2 separate regions of the Hordeum vulgare genome follow, and region 2 is linked to region 1. Evidence: chromatin contacts called from public Hi-C data. All regions are on one chromosome and are shown on one strand. The core of a region is the stretch at or near the end of the contact, and the rest is flanking DNA. Distances in the headings are between cores, read along the strand shown.

Region 1 (5,410 bases), core at 1,216-3,715:
TTTAAGGGTTAAGGGCAACTGATCATGACAACGACCACATGCCCAAATGAAGAGAGTTGCACCTCTTGTTTATAGTGCAATAGTGGAATTTGATGTTTCCAGCCTTGACATCTTCAATATACTGCAACAGTTTTTACACATGTCAGAATCTTATGATGCCAAAAAGTCTGAAAACTAGAACTTGCTAGAAAATACAAAAGCTTGAACTGGAGGAGAGGGCGTACCATTCTCAAAGTGACAATGATTGAAGAAAATGCTAGAGAATCGAACGGTATATCATCCAGAGCAAAAAGTGCACATTCTAGCGATTCGGATCCAGGTGAGAAACTGGGGGTCTTCATTCTTGCTCGGAAAATAATGTAACTCTACTGCATGCCATCACAATACACAAGAAGAATCCACTTAGTAGTGTATGAAGTTAAGCATGAATTGTCCGATTAGGCTACTTTTCACTCACTTGGCCAATTAGCGGAATATCCAACTGAGCAAAAGGTGAGACTATCTCCACATCTGCACAAGCTTCTTCCAATGTTTCCCTCGAGGCTCCTGCTGCTGCAGACTCTCCAACTTCCAAATAACCAGCAGGAAGAGTCCTGTTGATGTAACCTTGATTAGAATGATAGACCAGCACCAAAATTACTATGTTCTTACAGTAACAACGAAATTTGTCCATGCTTTGCAAATGAAGATGAAAATGAACTCTACAGTTGTACTCTACAAATACTACCGCATCTGTTCCGTATTATAAGACGTTTTGGATATTCTAATACGAACTACATACGGACTGAAATGAGTGAACAAACACCCTAAAACACGTCTATATAATTCGGAACAGAGGGAGTATAAGCAAACATTCTCTGTAAATACTCCCTCCGTCCCAAATTAAGTGTCACAACTTTGTACTAGCTCTAGTACAAAGTTGTACTAAGCTTGAGTCACTTATTTTGGGACGGAGGGAGTACTTCACTATGGATGTAAAATTGGTTTTGATACTACATGCATAGACATGAACATATATCTTATGGTAATAAACTAATAACCGTAGAGCATAGTAAAACCATGTGGCCCGCCAATACCGTACAGAGAACCACCAGAAACCCTGACTAGATATAACTAATGGACTTATCAAGAGCAGCTTACCAAAGGCCATAAGCCGGTTCAATCTTTCTTCTGCAAAGGAGGACCTTGTTATCATGCTCCACAAGACAACCGACAACCTACAAAGACGACACAGATTAATGACAAAACAAATGGGCAAAAGCTAACACGCCTACACGTGTTATTTGCCATATGAATTTCCATAGTCGAACAATGATAGAACAAAGATATGTAAAAGCATCAGGTCTGTAGAATGGAAACTCAGAAGCAGTTGGCATTTTAATCAAGCAAACGACAGTATCTTGGTTCTAAACTGGAAATGCATATGCACATATCGTGTGAACTCTGAAGATGGCACCTATTCATACACTGTTGTCCAGTCCATACCATTTTGGGGTTCTCGTAGTGCACTCTCCCACAAGAAGAACAGACAGCCCTCATCTTCTCGTCTCCGTCTGGCACGGCCAATTTCGTCGGACTTCCACAGGCTGGGCAGAAAGGTATCCTCGACTTGGGCATCTGCATAAGGGGACAGTCAGCGGCGGTTAGGTGTGTGTTCAGTCGGCTAGAGCGGTAGAGCAACGAGTATTATCTCAGGAAATCCCTGAAAGCTATCATCCACTAATTTGATCCTGAGTCGACGCCACATCCACCCACACGCACGGTAGATAATTGTGCTAAGGGATAGGGAGACAGAGCACCATGGTTGCAACCGGCAGAGGATGCCTCGTGGCTCACAGTTGCTAAGGCAGGCATCCCTTCCCATCCACCAGTTGCTAAGTCAACGCACTAGATGGTACACCCACGGCGATTATTCTACGTCCCCAGCATCTCAGCTCCGACATCAGCGACGCCGGCAGCCGGGCGCCGAACCGCGGCACGGCCAGACATCATACGGACGGACGCGTGAGGAGGAGGAGGAAGGCGCATCAGGCTCACCGCGGGGGCCGGGGGCGGCGAGGGGGCGGAGGGGGAGCTGGCGCCGGCGCCGGAGTGGTTGGAGGCCGACATCCGGAGCGGGCGGAGGCGGGCGGCGGCGGCGGTGCGGGGAAGGGGCGCGGCGGCGGCGCGGCGGGCGAGGAGGCGGGCGGCGTGGGGTAGGAGGAGGTGGTGGGATCTGAGGAGGAGCATGGCGGTCGGGCGGGTTTAGTAGGGGGGAGGTTGGTTGGTGGGGATGGGAGGAGGACGGCGACTGGGGGAAGGGGAGGTTGCGCGGTGAGGTCGGCCGCGGAACACGTCGGCGGGCGGTGGTGATTTGGCTATGTGGGCGGTGGCTATTGGGCGACGCGGCGGGACGGGGTGGGTCGCCACCAGCGACGGGGCCGGCGCGCTGGATAAACAATTTGGGAAGATGGCGTGGCGGGTTTATCCTCCACGTTCTTCTAACACACTACATACGTTCATCATTACGAACGTAAATACGCACACCGTATCCCTATAAACACATTCGATAGACTGAGCCAACATGTCATCTTGAGTTTTACGAAGTCATCGTAGATGCCTCGTTGTCGACGAAACGTTTCCTCCCACTAAAAGTGTATCGTCGAAAATCTTAAAATAAATCCAGAAATAATGCAAGCATCAGAACTTAAACCTTGATGAGGTTTATCCTCGGTATCCTGTCTGTGTGAAACACATTTTTTTAAAACATACAGCTTATGCAACTACTTGTATTTATACGTCAAGAAAGTAAGTAGTACATGAACTCGTTTAAATACAAACATCCATAAAGGATATAAGCAATTCGGCTGCCACCGCCAAACTACAACTGAGAAGACCATGATAAAAAAACAAAATAACAAGTTGGTCCATCATCTTCTCTGGACAAGCCGAAGATGCTCAACGCCAACGTCTTCCGTCGTTGAAATTGTCGGAGAAAAACCACTACCGCGGAGCATGACACCCACACCCGGTGAAGCCCCACACCCTCTAGCTTTATTGAGCCCCAAATAGCCTCCCAGCCTAATGACCAGGATGAAATCCGGTAAAGATCAGGCGGCCGAAGGCAACCTCCCTCCATGAGGCGCTCTCCGAGCTTGCATCGTCTCGGATCTGGGGATTTGACCACACCGTCTACACCGAGACGGCCAGATCCACGCTTCATTGCCCCGTACCGAAGACCGCCACAGCTGCTCGCCTTCGCGTCCGCCACAGCTTCGCCACACATGGCAACCGCAGACGAGTGTCGCTTCCAAAGCGTAACCCCTGTACACCTCCCCTCACAAACTCCACAACTACGCGAGAGACCTCGCCGCTAGGACAACACCGTAGTCGGAGGGACCTTATTCCTACCCAAGTCCGCCGGTGCCGCGACATCATACTCGGTTAGAGAACTAACCTAGATAGCGTAGGGACTGTACAGCCACCGGCTGGAGGAGAACCGTGGTTTGCTGCTTCTCTAAGGCCCAGAGGGGCACCGGAGACGGAGCGGCCCAACGGCCTCACTGACTGGAGCGACGCCGCTCGCCCTCCTTTCGCCTCCCTTATCACCTCCTACAATAGCTCTGGAGTGGAGAAGAATGTTCTAGAGGTGTGAAACGCATTTTTAAAGGGGAAATATATGCATGACTACTTTTCTTGTTCCAATCCGATGACTCATTTGATTTCTCATTAGGCTGGTCATAGTGAAAAGTAACTTACACTAATGTTATTATTTTTATAGTGCAGAGTAACATAGTAATAGTGTCATACTCTTTTCGTCCGGACATACTTGTCGGAGAAAGGGTGTATCTATACGTATTTTAGTTATAGATATATCCATTTTTATCCATTTGTGCGACAAGTAATTCCGGACAAAAGGAGCAGATGACTTCTTTTATTAGGTTATAGACTCATTCCTTCTTGGGAAGTATTACTCTAAACACCTCTCTTCTCATTAACTACATGACACATAAGCAAAGTTGTCTTGAAATGCGCTATCTTACTAGCTAAGTTACTCCCATTATGACCGGCCTTAGGCCATCTTTCAAGGCTGACACCACCGATGTCGGTGTCAAAATAGGCGGATCTTGGGTAGGGAGTCCCGAACTATGGATCTTGGATCAATGGGTAACAGGAGACAAGGGAGACGATATTTACCCAGGTTCGGATCCTCTTTCAAGAAGGTAAAACCCTACGTCTTTCTCTTGTTTATATTGATGGTGGAGTATTGAATACAGAGTTAATCTACCACGAGATCGTACGTTGTGGTCTAAAACCCTATAAGTAATGATTTTAATATGCCATGTGAGCTACTTATATAGATACAAGGGGTACTAGGGTTACACGATGTTGGTTACACCAAGAAGAAAACATGGTGATTATCATCTTGCCTTGGAGCGTACGCTAAGTCTTCGGAGGAGTCCGTTCTGGATACAAGGCGGTCTTGTAATTTGGGCTCCGGTCAAAATTATAGGACGACTGTGAGTCCGGCCCATGAAAATAGCCAAGCGGCCCAAGGACCTCTTAGTCTGAGATTCCCTCAGTAGCCCCCAAACTGGCCTCCAATGCCGCAGTCTTGATCTAGCATCTCATGCGTCCAACGTCTTCGGCTTGCGTGGCGAGTTCCCCTCTTCCCCTATGTTCGACCGACTCCAATTTGGTTTGCGGCGCATTCCCAATTGTCAAAGCGTCGCATGGCCCACAAAATTGACCTTTGTTGGGAACGTAGTAGTAATTCAAAAAAAACCTACGCTTCACAAGGATCTATCTAGGAGAAACGAGCAGCGAGCAAAGGGGTAGAGCATCTTCATACCTTTGAAGATCGCTAAGCGGAAGCGTTACTAGAACGCGGTTGATGGCGTCGTACTCACATCGATTCACATCGCGGAAGATTCTGATCTAAGCGTCAAACAACGACGCCTCCGCGTTCAACACACGTGCAGCCCGGTGACGTCTCCTACGCCTTGATCCAGCAAGGAGAGAGGAGAGGTTGAGGGAGAGCTCCGGCAGCACGACGACGTGGTGACGATGGAGTTGCGTGGTACTCCGGCGGGGCTTCGCCAAGCGCTATGGAGGACGAGGAGGAGGAGAGGTAGGGCTGCGCCGAGGGGAGGAAGAACTTGTGTGCTTGCAGCCCCAAACCCCTTGGGTTTATATAGGAGGAGAGGGAGGAGGGTGCGCCACCCCTAGGATTTCCCCTAGGTGGTGCGGCAGCCCTAGATGGGAGAGGGGTGGCGCCCTAGTGTGGGCTTGGCGCCCAAGGTAGCCCCTCCACGCCCTAGGGTTGGCCCCTTAGCCCCTTGTGCGCCTTGGGCCTTAGGTGGTGTAACACCCTGATTTTTCAAACCTTTTCTTTTAAAGATATTTTTGAAGATCACTTGCAACTTGGTGG
Region 2 (5,712 bases), core at 555-3,054, 160 kb after region 1:
TTTAATTCTATGTCACCTCATCAAATATGCCTATGTGGCATGCATGATACTACTTATGATACTTCAATTACAACCAGCCTAAGGGCAACTCCAACGGGTTGACCCAAACGAACGACGGTTTTGTTCGTCGTTTGCCCGTTTTGATCGGCCGAGCAGACATGAATGTCCGTTTCGACGTTTGGGTCGACGCATGCGCACAACGCTGACTCGATTCATTTTTACCGACATGTAAAAAAAATATAAAGTATTTGAGAATATAATAAGCACGCATAATTGAACATTAAAAGCCGGTCACGAAGGCCGACGAGAGTCCACGCGTTACATTATAAATTGAAAAAAACAGGCGTCCTTGGCGGCGGCGGCGAGGTCGGGCTATGCCAGAGCAGGGGGCGGGTTGTGCCGGCGCGGGTAGTGCTGGTGTCGACGATGGCGCAGCATGGGCGTGCTTGTTCGCCAGGTGCAGCGTCATCTTATCATGAAGGTAGGCGGCCTCCTCGAGGAGCAGCACGGGGGTAGACGACGAGGATGTTCTGGGCGAAGCCGGGCGTAGCACGGGCGCGCTCGTGCACCTGGTGCATTGCCCTCTTGGCCTGCAAGTAGGCGACCTCCTCTGAAAGCATCGCACGGGCATAAACGACGAGGTTGTCGCCGTTGTCCATGACTGTTGGGTCGTCGACGAGGAAACAAAGGGGTGGCGAGATGGGGACGTGGGAGGGTTTTGGAAGCAAATGGCCGAACCCTACCACACGCTCGGATTAAAAAGGCGGACCACGGCCGTGACGCGTGGGCCCGAGGAGGGCGGCTGTCATAAATTATGTTGACCGCGGTGGTTGGGGTGGACACTGAGAGGGCGCGCGCGCGTCCGCTTTGCGTCCGCGCCGACGCATTTCAGTTCCAAATTTATACCAAAAATGGATCGGCGCGGACGTGGAGCGGACATGTTTTAAAAATGAGTCGACGCGTTGGGCCACCTTTTGTGTCCGCACCGATCCAAATCGATAACAACAAATAAAATGGATCGCACCGTTAAAGTTGCTCTAAGCTTTCATTAATTTACGTAATCCATTTAGCTGCTGCTACCTTCTAGCATATGCTAGTTGTACTGTGATCCGAAAGAGAATGGTCCTCATGGCAGCACGTTGCGAGAGGTAAGCTATCACCAAAAGGAAAAAAAAATTCATGTGGTTTCGATGAAATGAAATCGTGGAGCCGCTCTGTTTTTCAAAAGAGAATTCTCCAAAAAAATCCAAAACAGAAAGGAGAGGTGTGCCTTGTCAGCGACGGTGGTAGGTGAAGGCGTAAATCACTTGTGCGTTTAGACAGGCAGCGCATGCTTTGAGGAAAGGAGAACGAGCTCGCCGGCGTCCGGAGACGACACAAACGAACGGGCTGGGACACGGAAATTCTCCAAGACTCACTGAACTTGCTATACTATTCACCAAGATTGAAGAAGAAAAGACATGGAACGCGGCAGCAGGTAGGAGATGGAGCTCGAGAAGAAGAGGAAGCAAATAAAGACGGCGGGGTCGATCGCGGACGCAGAGGCGAGGTAATTTAAGCGTAGTTACCTGAAGAATGCGCGGCGGGGCAGAGGAGCAAGGAGGATGGAGGTGTCCACCACCGGAGACGGGAGAGAAGGAGGAGCTGCACGTACGGTAGCCGGCACTGGATGGACGCAGCCGGGAAAGGCATACGTTTAAATAGGACAGCCATCGAGGCACGTACGCTGGCAGACGCCGGGCCGGAGAAGAGATGGCGCCTACACCGCATCCACCTATAATCCTCCTTCCCGGCCCCTTGCCCGCCAGCCGCCGCCAACACAGACGTCCGTCTGTCGCTAGCTAGCTAATACGCACATGGTTGTGTGGCTATCCGTCTGCCGGAGCCCATCGCGTCTCCATCTCTTTGACCGCGCGCGCGCATCCCCTTGTTTACGCAAAGAGCGAGAGCAAGTTGGACTCCCCTTGTTCAGTGATTAAAACAGCTCAGCTCAGCCTCGTGCTCTCTTTTGGTACTCCCTCTGTTCACTTTTATAAGAGCATCTTCTACGGCCGAGCCAAAAGACATGCGTGCGCGGTAAACCCACCTTTTAGCGCGTGCAAAACGTTTTACCGCGCTCCAGCGGTGGCGGAAAACTCGCGCGCGGGAACAGTTTTCGCGCGCGTGCGAAAAGACGGCAGCTCGCGCGTCATTTTTGCCGCACCGTTTCCGACGCGTCTATAAAATACGGCGCTCGCCACGCGCCTTTTCCACGACTCCTCTTCCTCTGCCACGCGCACCTCCACCGCTCCAGCGCCCCTCCACCGACGCGCCACCATGCCGCCGCGCCGCCGAGGAGCGTCGGGCTACCGCGGGTACTAGTCCGAGATACGCTCCAGCGATCTCCAGCTCAGCCTCGGCACCTACGAGACGGCGCACAAGGCCGCCCGTGCGTTCGACGCGGCGGTGTGGCGCCTAGGCAGACCGCGCGGGCAGATGAATTTCCAGGACGTCTACACGCTCCAGTAGGCGCTCGACGTCGCCCCGCCGCCTCGTCTTAACACAGCACAAGACCGTGCGAAGCATGCTGCGCGGCAGCGCCGCCTCCTCGTCGTCCAGGAGGACGAGCGGGTCATGGCGGAGTGGCGCCGGCGCCACCCGGAGGACGTCGCCTACGAGCAAGTCTACTGGACAAGGCGCCACGAGGAGGACACACGAAGGCGCCGCGAGGAGCGGTTGGACACGCGTCGGCCGAAGGCATTGGCGAATGCGCAGGCGGATATCGTTGCAGCAGGCGGGAGGTCGTTCTTCACGGAAAACGATGATCGTTGGTTGGACATATGGCTCTCAACCTCGGACAACACCGACGAGGATGATGATGGTGATGATGGTAGCGACTAGGAGTAGTTTCTATCTAGTTGCACCGTAGTTTTATCTATGCTTTCGAACTATCTATCTAGTTACACCGATGTAAAATACCTTTGTATCTTTTTAATTTATGCAATCTATCTAGTTTTTATTTATCTATACTTCTGATTTATTTAAAATAAAAAAGTGTTGTGAGCGCGCGCTGCTGGAGCGGCGCGCGCTGCATTTTAGCGCTGCGCGCCGCGCCAATTCAGGCGATGGGCGCGCGACAAACCAGTTGTTTGCGCGCTGCGCGTTCGGCGCCTGTTGGAGATGCTCTAAGGTGTAAATACGTGCAAATTAGCTTAATTTATTGACAAAGGAAATATTCGACAATAGATGCTACGGTGAAAACAACACATTCACGCACAAAAAATGACAGAAAAAGTACAAAAGAGATAAATGTCGACAATGACGCACTCCAGGAAGGTCCAGCGGCACCCACGGATGCCACCGTGTCGGTGTCAACCATGCCGACACGGGTTTCCCCTATCCCAACCAGCACCTCGGACGCTGCGGATTCTGCCACCAAACCAACCATCACTCTGTGCCAACATGGTCTTGAAGCCCCCACGTCGTCTCACGACGGCACCGTGAAATAAGGACTGCACAACCACGATTAGGGGCCGAGACTTGGGCCAGCAACACCGTTCGCACACGGGAGGGCCCAACCTCCACGGTGAATGACGGTAGCCGAGCGAATGCAATAGCAGGAGCACACCAGGCCATGGGCCCACATGCCCGTTCGGGCCCTTATAGACCCATAAATCTCCCGCCATCACGCTGCTACACGCACGTCGTCGGAGTTTCCACACCCCGTCCGAGCTGCTCCTCCTCCTCACCACGTAGCAGACATCGAAGCCGCGCTGGGGGATCGGCCCGCTAGGACCCAGGTGGGCCCCGCAGTGCCCAGATATGGGTCGGGGGCGCGTCGCTGACCACCCCGCGTCACCACGCTGCCCCGCCGCCAAGGAGCAATGCCGCCACCTCGCCCGCCGTGCGGGTCGTTGGGCCGCCGCCGATCCGAGCACCACCGCCGCCGCCCTGCCCCGCGAAGGGGAGACGCACATGCGGGAACGGGATGGCCCGCCGCCGCCGACACCGCCCGGGCCAGGGCCGAGGGCGTTCACCCACGACGACGGGGAGAGGGGGAGGAGGGGGCGACGAGGACTAGGGGCGGGCCGCCCCAACCACCACTAGGGGAGGTGACGCACGTTCGAAAAAAAAAGAGGGAGGGGGTGCCGGGTGAGCGCGGTGTTGGGGAACGTTGCAGAGGAAACAATTTTTTTCCTACGTGCAAACAAACCTATCCATGGTGATGACCATCTACAAATGGAGAGATTGCATCTACATACCTTTGTAGATTGCTAAGCGGAAGCGTTCAAGGACGCAGTTGATGTAGTGGTACGTCTTCGCGATCCAATCATGAATCGTCCCGCGATTTTTGGATCAAGTGCCGAACGGACGACACCTCCGCGTTCAACATACGTACAGCTTGGTAACGCCTTCACCTCCTTGATCCAGCGAGCGATGGTGAAGTAGCAGCCTTGGTCCTCCGGCAACACGACAGCGTAATGAGGTGTTGGTGGTGACAACCCGGCAAGGCTTCGCCGAGGGGTTATGGAGGAGAGAAACTGCGAGGGAGAGGAGGGGCAGCGCCGCGACAAGATTGTCGTGTGGCTGCCCCCTCTCTACCTCTATCTATATAGGAGGAAGGGAGAGGGGAGGCGACGACTAGAGTTAGGGTGGCCCCCCACTAGGGTGCCTTGCCACCCAAGTTTGGCTGGATGCGCCCCAAGGAGCCCCCCCTTCGGCCTAAATAGGATGGGGAGAAGGGCTGCGCCAGCCCCCTGGTGGGCTGCGATGCCCCCTTTCCTTGGCCCATGAGGCCTCCAACAATTGTCGGGGCCTCCAGAAACTCCTTTAGGCACTCCGTGATTCCCTCGGTACACCTTGGAACAATTCTGGATTCCGATGACCTTCATCCAATATATCAAGCTTCACCTCCGGACTATTCCGGAGTTCCTCTTCACATCCGAGATCTCATCCGGGACTCCGAATAACCTTCGGTCACCAACACTATGACTCAATTATGCTTATATCGTCACCGAACCTTAAGTGTGTAGACTGTGCGGGCTCGAGAACTATGTAGACATGACCGAGACACTCTCCGATCAATAACAAATAGCGGGACCTCGATGTCCATATTAGTTCGTACATATTCTATGAAGATCTTACATCAGTTGAACCTCAATGTAAAGGATTCAAACAATCCCGTATGTTGCTCCCTTTGTCCTTCGGTATGTTACTTGCCCGAGATCCGATCGTCGGTATCTCCATATCTAGCTCAATCTCGTTATCGGCAAGTCTTTTTACTCGTTCCGTAATACAAGATCTCGTGACCAACTCCTTAGTCGCATTGCTTACAAGCTCATTGTGATGTTGTATTACCGAGTGGGCCGAGAGATACCTTTTTGTCACAATAAGTGACAAATCTCAGTCTTGATCCACGCCAACCCAACATACACCCTCGGAGATACGTGTACAACACCTTTATAGTTACCCAGTTATGTTGTGACGTTTGATACACACAAAGCATTTCTCCGGTGTCCGGGAGTTGCATGATCTCATGGTGATAGGAACAAATATTTTGACATGCAGAATATATCAGCAGTAAACTGACACGATCATATGCTATGTTTATAGTTTGGGTCTTGTCTATCACATCATTCTACTAGTGATGTAATCACGTCATCAAATGACAACTCGCGTCTATGGCCGGGAAACCTTGACCATCTTTGATCAACGAGCTAGTCCATTAGAGGC

The links. A called contact is a pair of places that touch in the nucleus more often than the background predicts.
Region 2: a Hi-C map of seedling shows a contact between it and region 1, with 2.7 times the contacts expected there. The contact joins the promoter of LOC123451908 here to the promoter of LOC123451907 in region 1. A contact is called at or near these places in 2 of 6 Hi-C or Micro-C datasets (leaf and seedling).

What each region holds. Positions count from the first base shown.
Region 1 is chr5H:512,436,185-512,441,594 of MorexV3_pseudomolecules_assembly, forward strand. It overlaps LOC123451907 (nudix hydrolase 23, chloroplastic), which reads right to left and starts at 2,466. Exons shown (of 7, transcript XM_045128462.1): 1 at 2,038-2,466; 2 at 1,486-1,617; 3 at 1,141-1,217; 4 at 458-593; 5 at 225-365; 6 at 63-121. The coding sequence starts at 2,229.
Region 2 is chr5H:512,594,562-512,600,273 of MorexV3_pseudomolecules_assembly, forward strand. LOC123451908 (protein PIN-LIKES 7) reads right to left here and starts at 1,805. Exons shown (of 10, transcript XM_045128464.1): 1 at 1,569-1,805.